Linked DNA regions of Mus musculus: regions 1 and 3 are each linked to region 2. A link is a contact called in public HiChIP or PLAC-seq and Micro-C data. All regions are on one chromosome and are shown on one strand. Each heading gives the region's core, a stretch centred on a gene start, on an enhancer-like site or on the middle of the called end of the contact. The rest is flanking DNA. Distances are from core to core; before and after follow the strand shown. Region 1 has its middle 74 kb from the start of Nmu. Region 2 holds the start of Srd5a3 (steroid 5 alpha-reductase 3). Region 3 has its middle 110 kb from the start of Gm32727.

Evidence for each region. Hi-C and Micro-C count contacts between places; a contact is called where the count stands out from the background. HiChIP or PLAC-seq counts read pairs in DNA pulled down with a chosen protein or histone mark.
Region 1: a FOXA1 HiChIP or PLAC-seq map of pancreatic cancer cells shows a contact between it and region 2. The contact joins the enhancer-like site here to the promoter of Srd5a3 in region 2. A contact is called at or near these places in 4 of 39 promoter capture datasets (the 3T3-L1 cell line, liver and stem cell-derived epiblast-like cells), 3 of 115 datasets of contacts at active chromatin or transcription factors (bone marrow-derived dendritic cells, extraembryonic endoderm stem cells and pancreatic cancer cells) and 2 of 9 other capture datasets (embryonic stem cells and pancreatic islet).
Region 3: a contact with region 2 is called in a Micro-C map of stem cell-derived motor neurons, with 4 times the contacts expected there. The contact joins the enhancer-like site here to the promoter of Srd5a3 in region 2. A contact is called at or near these places in 27 of 39 promoter capture datasets (the 3T3-L1 cell line, 3T3-L1-derived adipocytes, the HPC-7 cell line and 16 more), 2 of 15 datasets of contacts at CTCF or cohesin (the NIH/3T3 cell line and embryonic stem cells), 142 of 484 Hi-C or Micro-C datasets (the 3T3-L1 cell line, the 63-12 cell line, the AML12 cell line and 83 more), 32 of 115 datasets of contacts at active chromatin or transcription factors (the HPC-7 cell line, astrocytes, bone marrow-derived dendritic cells and 18 more) and 5 of 9 other capture datasets (adipose tissue, embryonic stem cells, liver and 2 more).

Annotation. Positions count from the first base shown.
Region 1 is chr5:76,435,819-76,438,889 of GRCm38.p6, forward strand. No RefSeq gene overlaps it. Among named protein-coding and RNA genes, the nearest start is that of Nmu, 74 kb to the left of the region's middle. Within about 2 kb of position 1,608, at least 38 of the 459 cell types and tissues checked have an H3K27ac peak or open chromatin away from gene starts, as enhancers often do. A contact at or near this core is called in pancreatic cancer cells, where this site is marked.
Region 2 is chr5:76,138,876-76,141,929 of GRCm38.p6, forward strand. Srd5a3 (steroid 5 alpha-reductase 3) reads left to right here and starts at 1,398. Exons shown (of 6, transcript NM_020611.4): 1 at 1,398-1,673. The coding sequence starts at 1,453.
Region 3 is chr5:75,868,483-75,871,631 of GRCm38.p6, forward strand. No RefSeq gene overlaps it. Among named protein-coding and RNA genes, the nearest start is that of Gm32727, 110 kb to the right of the region's middle. Within about 2 kb of position 1,264, at least 3 of the 459 cell types and tissues checked have an H3K27ac peak or open chromatin away from gene starts, as enhancers often do. A contact at or near this core is called in stem cell-derived motor neurons, where this site is marked.

The DNA of each region.
Region 1 (3,071 bases), core at 358-2,857, 300 kb after region 2:
GACTGGCCAGGGAATTGCTGTAGTGCCTGAGTTCTTCCTTCCTTCCTTCCTTCCTTCCTTCCTTCCTTCCTTCCTTCCTTCCTTCCTTTCTTTCTTTCTTTCTTTCTTTCTTTCTTTCTTTCTTTCTTTCTTTCTTTCTTTCCTCTTTCTTTCTTTCTTTCTTTCTTTCTTTCTTTCTTTCTTTCCTCTTTCTTTCTTTCTTTCTTTCTTTCTTTCTTTCTTTCTTTCTTTCTTTCACACCAGAGGCCCCTCACACGTCTCCCTGTCTGGATCTGCATCTTCTGTTAGTTACTGGATAGTTTGTGCCTTCTGTAGGACATACCACAATGCCTGTCACAAAGAAAGGACCAAAGCCTTTCTTCTGTTGCTTTCTTGAATCCAAATGGGGTCTGTTGTTGTTGTTGTTGTTGATGATGATGATGATGATGATTGGTTTTCCAAGACAGAGATTCTCTGTGTAGCTCTGGTTGTTCTGGAACTCACTCTGTAGTCACCGTGTAGACCAGGCTGGCCTCCAACCCAGAGGTCTGCCTGCCAGGTACTGGGACTAAAGACCTGAGCCACTCCTGATCATCTGGGGCTTATTATTTTTAACAATCTGCATCTTTCCCACTCACAGTGGACCAGCTAAGATGAGGAGAGGCTAAGTCACTACCCCAAAGAGGCACATTGAGGAAGCAGTGGAGCTGGAATTCAAATCTAACTCTCTGCAAATCATTCACTATACTATCCTGTTTCCCACCTTGGACTAACTACTTGGATGTTACTACCCAACATTTTTAAAGAAAATCAGGCTGTAGACTGCAGGAGACCATGAACCAATGAGTGGCACCCACATCCAGATCATTCCACCTCTTACATACTTTCTGGAGACAAGTTTTCACAAAACATGTAGGTCAGATTAATAACAGGCCATGTGCTACTGAGACTTAATGGCTGTTCTCATAGGTCCATTTGCTTCACAGACTCAACATGCTCTTATCCAGGAATCTAGATTAAAAAGAAGAAACAAAGCTGAACTATTTTCAATGATCAAGTTTCTAAGCAAACAACAAAACAAGCCAGAAAGTGACCACTGGAAACTGGCCCCCTGTCTTTCAGCAGGACTTCTGATGAGTCCTGACTCAGTTTCAGGAACAACCCTTAAATAAGGTGTTCAAAATGCAAAAGGAAGGTTTCTTGTATTCCCAGTGGCTACACTCAAAGTCTATCACAGTCCTTGGTACCCACTAAAGGCAAACATGGCTGAAACTCCTCTGTGGCCTGGCCAGCACAGAGCACCTGCCATAACAGACACACCTCCATGAAACTACTTTGCAAAACGCAGAGTGCTGTTGACATCTGAGGCTTGCCGATGTCCTCTGACTAACTTCACTCACTGCTTAAGAGAGGAGTTTGGCTGCCAAGTCCCAGGTGACATGGGAGTGCCAGCAGCTTTCTTTTCAGTAGCCAGCCCTGCCTTTCATTATGGAAAACTTTTAAGTACATACAACAATAAGTAAACATGTCTGCCTGTACTTGAAACCAGACCGTAAGTACATAGTGTGCAAGTCTGTGACTAAGACGGTGAGTCAGCCTACAGAGAGGTCTGCCCAAATAGTCCAGTGCCATATTGCTCCATACTAAGTCTTGGCACAGATGAATCAAGACACCTTTTGTGTTAGCCTGGACGTCTGGAGGTTTCACAGTTGGCCTGCTGGCTACATCCAGCTGGTCATATGGTACGTTGGAACTTTGTGGGGAGATGTTCATGGAATTATCCCGTGGGAATAACCCAGTGGGCAGGAAACCACAGTTAAGGGTGGTTTGAGTTCGGTGCTATGGGGGTGAGTCCCAGTTGTCTAGTTTAGTGGTCTTAGGACTTTGGACAACTTAAATCACATCTCTTAGTATGTTCTGCATTCATTTGTGCCAGGGAGATAGCTAACAGGATTTGCAAGGATTATAAAACGCAAGTAAAGCCCTCAGCCTCAGCACCGCCACTTTTCATTTTAAAGTCTTCAATAAATCATAAGTGGGTCACACTGAGTCATGACCACGAGTTCCGCTCCCGGTCCTGCTGAGGGCCTCCTACCCGGAAGCCCCTTGGGTCCCACTGTGTCTCATGACCACCTCACTTAGACGCCCTCTTCTAATATTCTGAGTCTGTGGGTGGTGGTGTTGAGCTGTATAATCAAACCTACCATGATGTAGTGTGTGGTGAAGCCGCTTGGGTTTGATACTTAAAACCCCATATGTCAGGGCTTGTTGTGACAGGATCCAAAACTTTCAAAAAGTTAATTTATGTCTTCCCTACATCCTAGATATTCATGGGATTTCAAAAAGATGTGGGACTGATTTTTTTTTAAGATATGCAATAGAATACAGAGAGGGAAATAGAAAACCTTTACTGATATAATTTTACCAAATCATCTCCCAGGCAACCTTGGGATGGATACGTAGTTACAGGTAAGTTGGGTTATAAATAGCCTGTTAGCCGGGGGTGGTGGCGCACGCCTTTAATCTCAGCACTCGGGAGGCAGAGGCAGGCGGACTTCTGAGTTCGAGGCCAGCCTGGTCTACAAAGTGAGTTCCAGGACAGCCAGGGCTACACAGAGAAATCCTGTCTCAAAAAGCCAAAATAAATAAATAAATGTCCTGTTAGCAATGGGAAAAAGGAACAAATGACCATTATAGCATCCATGTGTGCCAGCGTATGTCTTGTATGGCAGGTACTGTTACAAGCATTTTATCTGTATCAGTTCACTTGATGGTCACTGTCAGCCCATCCTCTGTTAACTTGTACGGCTGTTGTTGATGCTGGGATGAAAAGGAAAGTGGGATGCCAGTGGGCTAGTAAGTTCCCCATTCTGGTCACTTGGCAGCACTGAAATCTGAGCCCTGGTCACCTGGGTTCACAGCCCATGCTCTTAAGGATGGAGTAACACTGTTCTGAAAGACAAGGTTGCACAGATGAATGCCATGCAGACAACCCATTTCCTAACACTGAGTCTTTACGAAGACAAACCATATTGACAGAACACTCACTCACCCAGATATTGGAGTTTTCAAACCAGTTCTTAAAAAAAGAA
Region 2 (3,054 bases), core at 148-2,647:
GATAGCAGGAGGCTGGAGCAGGAACTCGAATGTCCTGGTTGCTTTTGTTAGTTTTGTCAACTTGACACAGGCCAGAGTTATATAACTGAGGAGAGGAAGCTTAACTATATTATTAATGATTATTGACATGGATGGGCCAGTCACACATACACACACACATACAATCTATAAATAAAAGTATTCTTTTTTTCCCCCACTCTGTAATCTTTTCTTTTTTTTTTTTAAGAGAGAAAATGGGAGTGTACCATAATTTGGCTAAACGCATCAAGGCAGATTTAGGGGTGTAGTCATTTTTCTGTTGAAAGCAAGGCTGTGATAAAGACTTGTATTATAGGGGTACACAATTGGATCCCATTTGCTTCCTCCTTTCTGAGTAGCCTGCATTACTCAAGGACCCGATAGCCTGAAATACCACTAAGCAGCTGTCAACAGGGAACCAGGCCTTCATCTAACACGTGATGGTGTTTTCCACTGATGCCTGAAAGACAGCATCTGAGCCAGATCCGTGGAGGGAGGTTTTTGGAGATTTGCTGTCTCATACCTTGCCTTCCCCCTCACCCCCACTGCCCCATGGACTCGAGCCAATGAGTGCATAAAGGTCTTCCAAATCTTTTCATTCCTAGCCATAAAGGCAGCAGACACAGCTAGTTAAACACTTTGTCCATGGAGCAGATGGGTGAAAAACGTAGGTCCATTGAGGGCATTACTCTGCTTTTCCACTCCAAAATCCAGAGTTTGCCGGAGCAGCTCCAGCCTACAGTTGACAAAGTGTAGAATTCCCTCACCGAGGTCTTTCCAGAGGTCATCCCTGAATTTACAGCGATCCCCATCTGGAGTATGCTAATGAATCTGGTGCTTCTGGTAGACCAGCGTGGTATTAAGATCCTTCGCATCTTGACTCCTGGGGGCCCCCTCTAGGGACCCAGCCAAGAATTCAGCCTGTACTTCAACCAAAATTTCTCTTCACACTTTTTCGCAGCAGTAATCCCGCAGTCAAAGTTTATAGAAACTTACACAGGCTGGTGAGAACCTGACCTCTAGAATAGGATCCCCGAAGCGCCACATGGTGGAAGGAGAGAACCAATTCCCCCCAAGCTGTCTTGGGCTCCCACCCACACCTCTTGGCATAGCTCCACTCCACTTAATAAATAGGTGTAACGTATCTCTACAAGACTTGGACTGTAGCACGTGGTCTCGCATGCTCCTGCAGAACTTCAAGTTGGAGTTGCATCTCGGAATTAGATTAGAGGCAGTACAAGTCTAAAGCGCAGCCTGCTCAAACCAGGTGAGCAGGAGCACAACCCAGCTCCTGAGCGCCTAGCCAGGGGCGGGGCCGCGCGTCCCGCCCAGGAGCCGCGTCACCGCCAAGCGCGCCGCCGAGGCGGGAGGGAGGGAGGGGGTGAGAGAAGGAGGGCGGCGCGGCGGCGCGCATCTGTAGCCGGCTCCCGGGCTATGGCTGGGTGGGCCGGGTTTGAGCTCTCGGCCCTGAACCCCCTGCGGACGCTGTGGCTGGCGCTGGCCGCCGCCTTCCTGTTCGCGCTGCTGCTGCAGCTGGCGCCCGCCAGGCTGCTGCCGAGCTGCGCGCTCTTCCAGGACCTGCTCCGCTACGGGAAGACCAAGCAGTCCGGCTCGCGGCGCCCCGCCGTCTGCAGGGCCTTCGATGTCCCCAAGAGGTAACGTCGGTGGCGGGGCGCGCCCGGCAGGGGGCAACAGAGGCGGCGCAGGCACGTGAGCCAGGGGCTGTCCCCGAGCCGTCCCCGGAAATGACAGAGCATCTCAAGTTGGCCCGGCCCCCAGGGAGCCGCCCTGACTTCTTTACCCCCAGTTTTCCGCTTCCCCTCCCCAGAACTTGAGGTCGTGGAAATTCATGGACTTGGAGGCAAGTTCTTCCTCGATTTCCGCAGTTCTCAGCCCGATCTGTCACAGTCAAGAAAGAAGTCCAGAGTGTGCTCCCCTGGGGCTGTGCAGACATCACTAACCTGCATCTCCACAGGTGCTCTGGCAAACTAGCCCAGTATGCCCTGCCCCAACCCATCCCGGAAGGCTCAGTAACCAAGTTGTGAAATACTAAAATCTTCCGGGGTACATATGGACTCCGCTGAGAATATGTGAGACCCGCCACATGGCTTTCCTTTCCTTTTCTTTCTTTCTTTCTTTTTTTTTTTTTTTTAACTCCACGATGAATTCAGTATGTAGATGGAGAAGTCATCTTAACACAGTATTCTAGATAATAAAGCTGTGTCATTTTTTTTTATGAAATTCATCACGCATTTGCATTTAGAATTGAATTGGAAGGAATGTGATGGGTTCTGACGGATTCATCTAGATTGCTTTAGAAATCTGTAGCCGTTGCCCACCTCTGCAGATGGCGGTGGGGCTATCAACTGGCCCCAGCTATGTCCTGACTGTTGGAGGGGGTCTTTCAGGGGGTTAGTGTGAGAGCAGAGTACCATGTCATTGTGAAGAATGAATGGTAAAGAGATTAAGACCCGGAAGAACTCTTCCTTAGAGGCCCAATTTTAAGACCATCCTACCGTCCTCTTATCCTCGGGTTTGATTGGCCTATATCCCTTATGCTATATAGCAATTTATTTTCTGACTTTTGAGAGAGGTTCTAGTGTCCCCAGAGTTCAAAGCACACTTAAAAATCACTTATACTCAGTCTCTCTGGATGGGACTCCTCAGCTGCTACACTCAAGTCTGCCTTTGTGTGACAGCCAAGAAAGAGGTGGGCCTTCCCTGTATTCATCCCGGTAACACTTGGTACTCTGGGCTTCTTCTAATTCTTAACAGTATTGTGAAATAATTATTCTTTCCTTCTTCCAGAACTCAGAGCAGAACTTCCCAAGGTGTTCAGGTGCTCCGAGGTGACAGGGCCTATTGTTTTTCCCTAAATTGAGTTGGTTTTTGTTTGTTTGTTTTTCCTTCAATACTGGAGAAGGTCCAACAAATCCAGGCCTATAAGGAAAGGCATTTTTAATTGAGACAAAGGTTTAAAAACAAAACAAAACAACCAAAACGGGAATATTTGCATCAAAACATTGTCCTTTGTAA
Region 3 (3,149 bases), core at 14-2,513, 270 kb before region 2:
TAAATAAACCAGGAGAAAATGTCCAAAAATTAGGGAATGAGATGCCAAAGTAGATGCAAGGAGGCACTGAGCACAAAAAAATAGACAAGACCAGAAAAGAGCACACCCTTGTTCACATGATAATTAAACCACTCAGTACATTGAACAAAGAATGTATATTGAAGCCAACAAGAGAGGAAATGCATGTAAAGCCAGATCCATTAGAATAACAGCAGATTTCTCAATAGAAAATTTAAAAGTCAGTCAGACTTGAAATTGTGTACTTCAAATCCTGAACTATAATAGTGAACAATCAAGAAGACTGTTATACCCAGAAAAACTATCTGCCGTAATTGAAGGAGAAATTGAAGGGTGAATGCAGGCTAAAGAAACTCACGACCACTAACTCTACAGAGGATACTAGACAGAGTCCTTCAGAGTGAGGAGGTATAATAAGCACATCACAAGGCTTCAGCAAGGAACAAGGGACTCTTTCCTGCCTCCTCACAGCTTGTCCCTTCCTTAGGATGAAATCATTGAGAGGACAATGACACTGCCCTCCGCTGGGACATGGCTTGAATCATCCATATGTGTTGAATAAGTGAATAATGAATAGCTCATTGTGGAAGATTTAAGATGTATGATGCTTTCCTTTGGGAACATTAAGCTTTTCTTTTAAAGGCCTGAATCCAGGTCCCCAGAGACTATTACTAACACAACCATTTCTCTAGAGAGACATTTCCTTTACCTGTCTTTCTCAAATGTGGATCCCTGGGTTCTATGTGCAAAATTGCACACATCCAATCTGCATAAGATTATGCACTCTCTGAGCCCCATTGGAACCAGACTAGATAAAGGATGTGAATGAAAAACCTGGTAATGCCCCCCCCCCCCATGGCTCCTCCATACCATTTATCCACCAGCCTGCTAAGGAAAAGGCTGTACTTTTGAGACAAAATCCAGTACACCTTTCTCCTCACCTGGTGTCAAAACCTGCATCTTAGGGGCTTCGGAAGAGTGTTTCTACCTGTGGCTCGAGCCTGGCTACTCTGATTCTTTCCAGGCTATAGCCTCTAGGTTCCAGAAATTTCTCTGGAGATAATCATGGGGGAGTAGAATGTGCTGTATTTATAAAATGATGAAAACAATTTTTCCACACAGTGTATGGCTAACATGCCAGTAAAGCTTGCCTGGCCAGTCAGATGCTCCCACTCCGACCCCCTTACTCTGCCAAGCTTTTCAGAAATTTAATTAAAAATGGCTTTGATGGTGTGTATCCAAGGGAAACCAAGTCCTGGGGTTAACTATGGGATAAATGAATACTTAAACGGGCTGCTACGATGAAGGAGGGCACAGGAGTGTTTAGAGACACTGGAACACTGCATGTCAAAATATAGCCAATGGCATAAAGAATGTGTCGGGACAGACATTTCTTTGAAGCAGAAAATATGAAATCATAGAAATGAAAACATTTCATCCAATATACTTTTTTTTTCCTTTTTGTTTTGTTGTGACAAAGTGTCTATTTGACACAAACATAAACTTCTCATCTGGAAGCTGAGAAAAATGCCTCTAGAAGACTGGCCTATAGAGAAGTCTCTGGGGTCTTTTCTTGATTACTGATTGATGTGGGAGCACCCAGGTCCCTGTAAGTGCTGCCACCCTGGGCAGATAATTTCATTCGAGTTGTCTAAGAAAGCAGACTAAGAAAGCCCTGAGCAACAAGTTAGTTAGTTAGCAGTATTCCTCCTCGGCCCCTGCTTTAGTCTCTGAATCCATATTCCTGCCTTGAATTCCTGCCCTGACTGCCTTCGGGGACTGAGTATGGTCTGGGAGGTGTAGCTGAAATAAACCCTTTACTCCCCAAGATGCTTTTGGTCATGGTACTGCAATAGAGACCCTAACTAAGACGTGGGGTCTAACTTGTAGCCCAGGCTGGCCTCAAACCTTTGGCAATCTTCCTGCCTCAGCCTCCTGAGGGGTGTGTTTCTAGGTGCACGCCACCATACACACCAAACACAACCTTTTAAAGGAGGGAGTCCCTCAAATATTACTTAACATTGCTCGTCCTTACAGCCTCCCGTGTTAAGCATTCTGTGATCTAAATGCCAGTAATGATGGTTGTTTAAGTAATCTTTGTTTATATACTTTAGTCGACTCTCACACAATTCTCCAAAGTGTCTCTGTGTATATTGCCTTGGACTCGAATTATGTTTTGTGAGAAGAACACGGCCTGCGTTCAACTTGAGCAGGTTAATATTTCAATTAACATGAAGTTTGGCAGAGATTTAATCCTTCTGTGGGTCAATTTGTGATACTATAAAACGGAGCTAGGGCTATTAGATTGCTGTGAGGGCTGGATGAGCTCATACACGGTAGTGTTTGCCAATCACCATCTGGTGTGAATAAGGCCAGGGATGGGGTGGGGAGGGACAGGGAGATAGTGGGGGGATGGCGACAAGGAGGGGCAGGGACAGGGTTGGGGGACAGACGGGAATCAGAAGCGAGGCGCCGAGAAATTCAGCATCAAAATAATATTTCAATGACGTATTTGAAAAAAAAATAAAAGTGATGCGAGGAAAACCCATCACGAGTGACAACGTACCCGAAGCATGAGCCCTGGGTCTGAGAACGAGAACGCTACCATCACGTGTTTGATAAAGGTACAAGGCAAACACGGGGCCCCCAACCGGTCCCTGTCAACTGCTTTCCAGGAGTTAGCTTCTGAGCTGTGATGCTCTGCTCCTCTTCCTCCCTGTCCAGCCAGAAGCTGTTTCCTCCCTGCCTTTGCCTCCACTCCAGCTTTCTCTTCATGACCTCTCCCCGACCTTTCTTTCTTCACGTTCCCAGATTCTCCTGTAGGGGGCGCTGTAGTTCTTTGCTTGGATAGAAGAATGCTAACCTCAGTTTTCTTGGTGCTCTAGAAGGCTGTTCCAAATACTGTCCAAAGTGACTTGACACTGCAAAAGGCAGGCAGCCCGGCCTCTGATGTGGGATACTCATGCACCAGCCATCCAGTCCGATGGCAAACTCATGTGAAAAGCGTGCAATGTCAGAGAAACAAAAAGACAACCAATGTTTATAAGCTATATGAAGCAAGATGAGAAGTCTAGATCCTATGTCCTTGCCAGAGAATTCCTCCAGGGTCTTCTCTTTTGCTTCAAGAATGG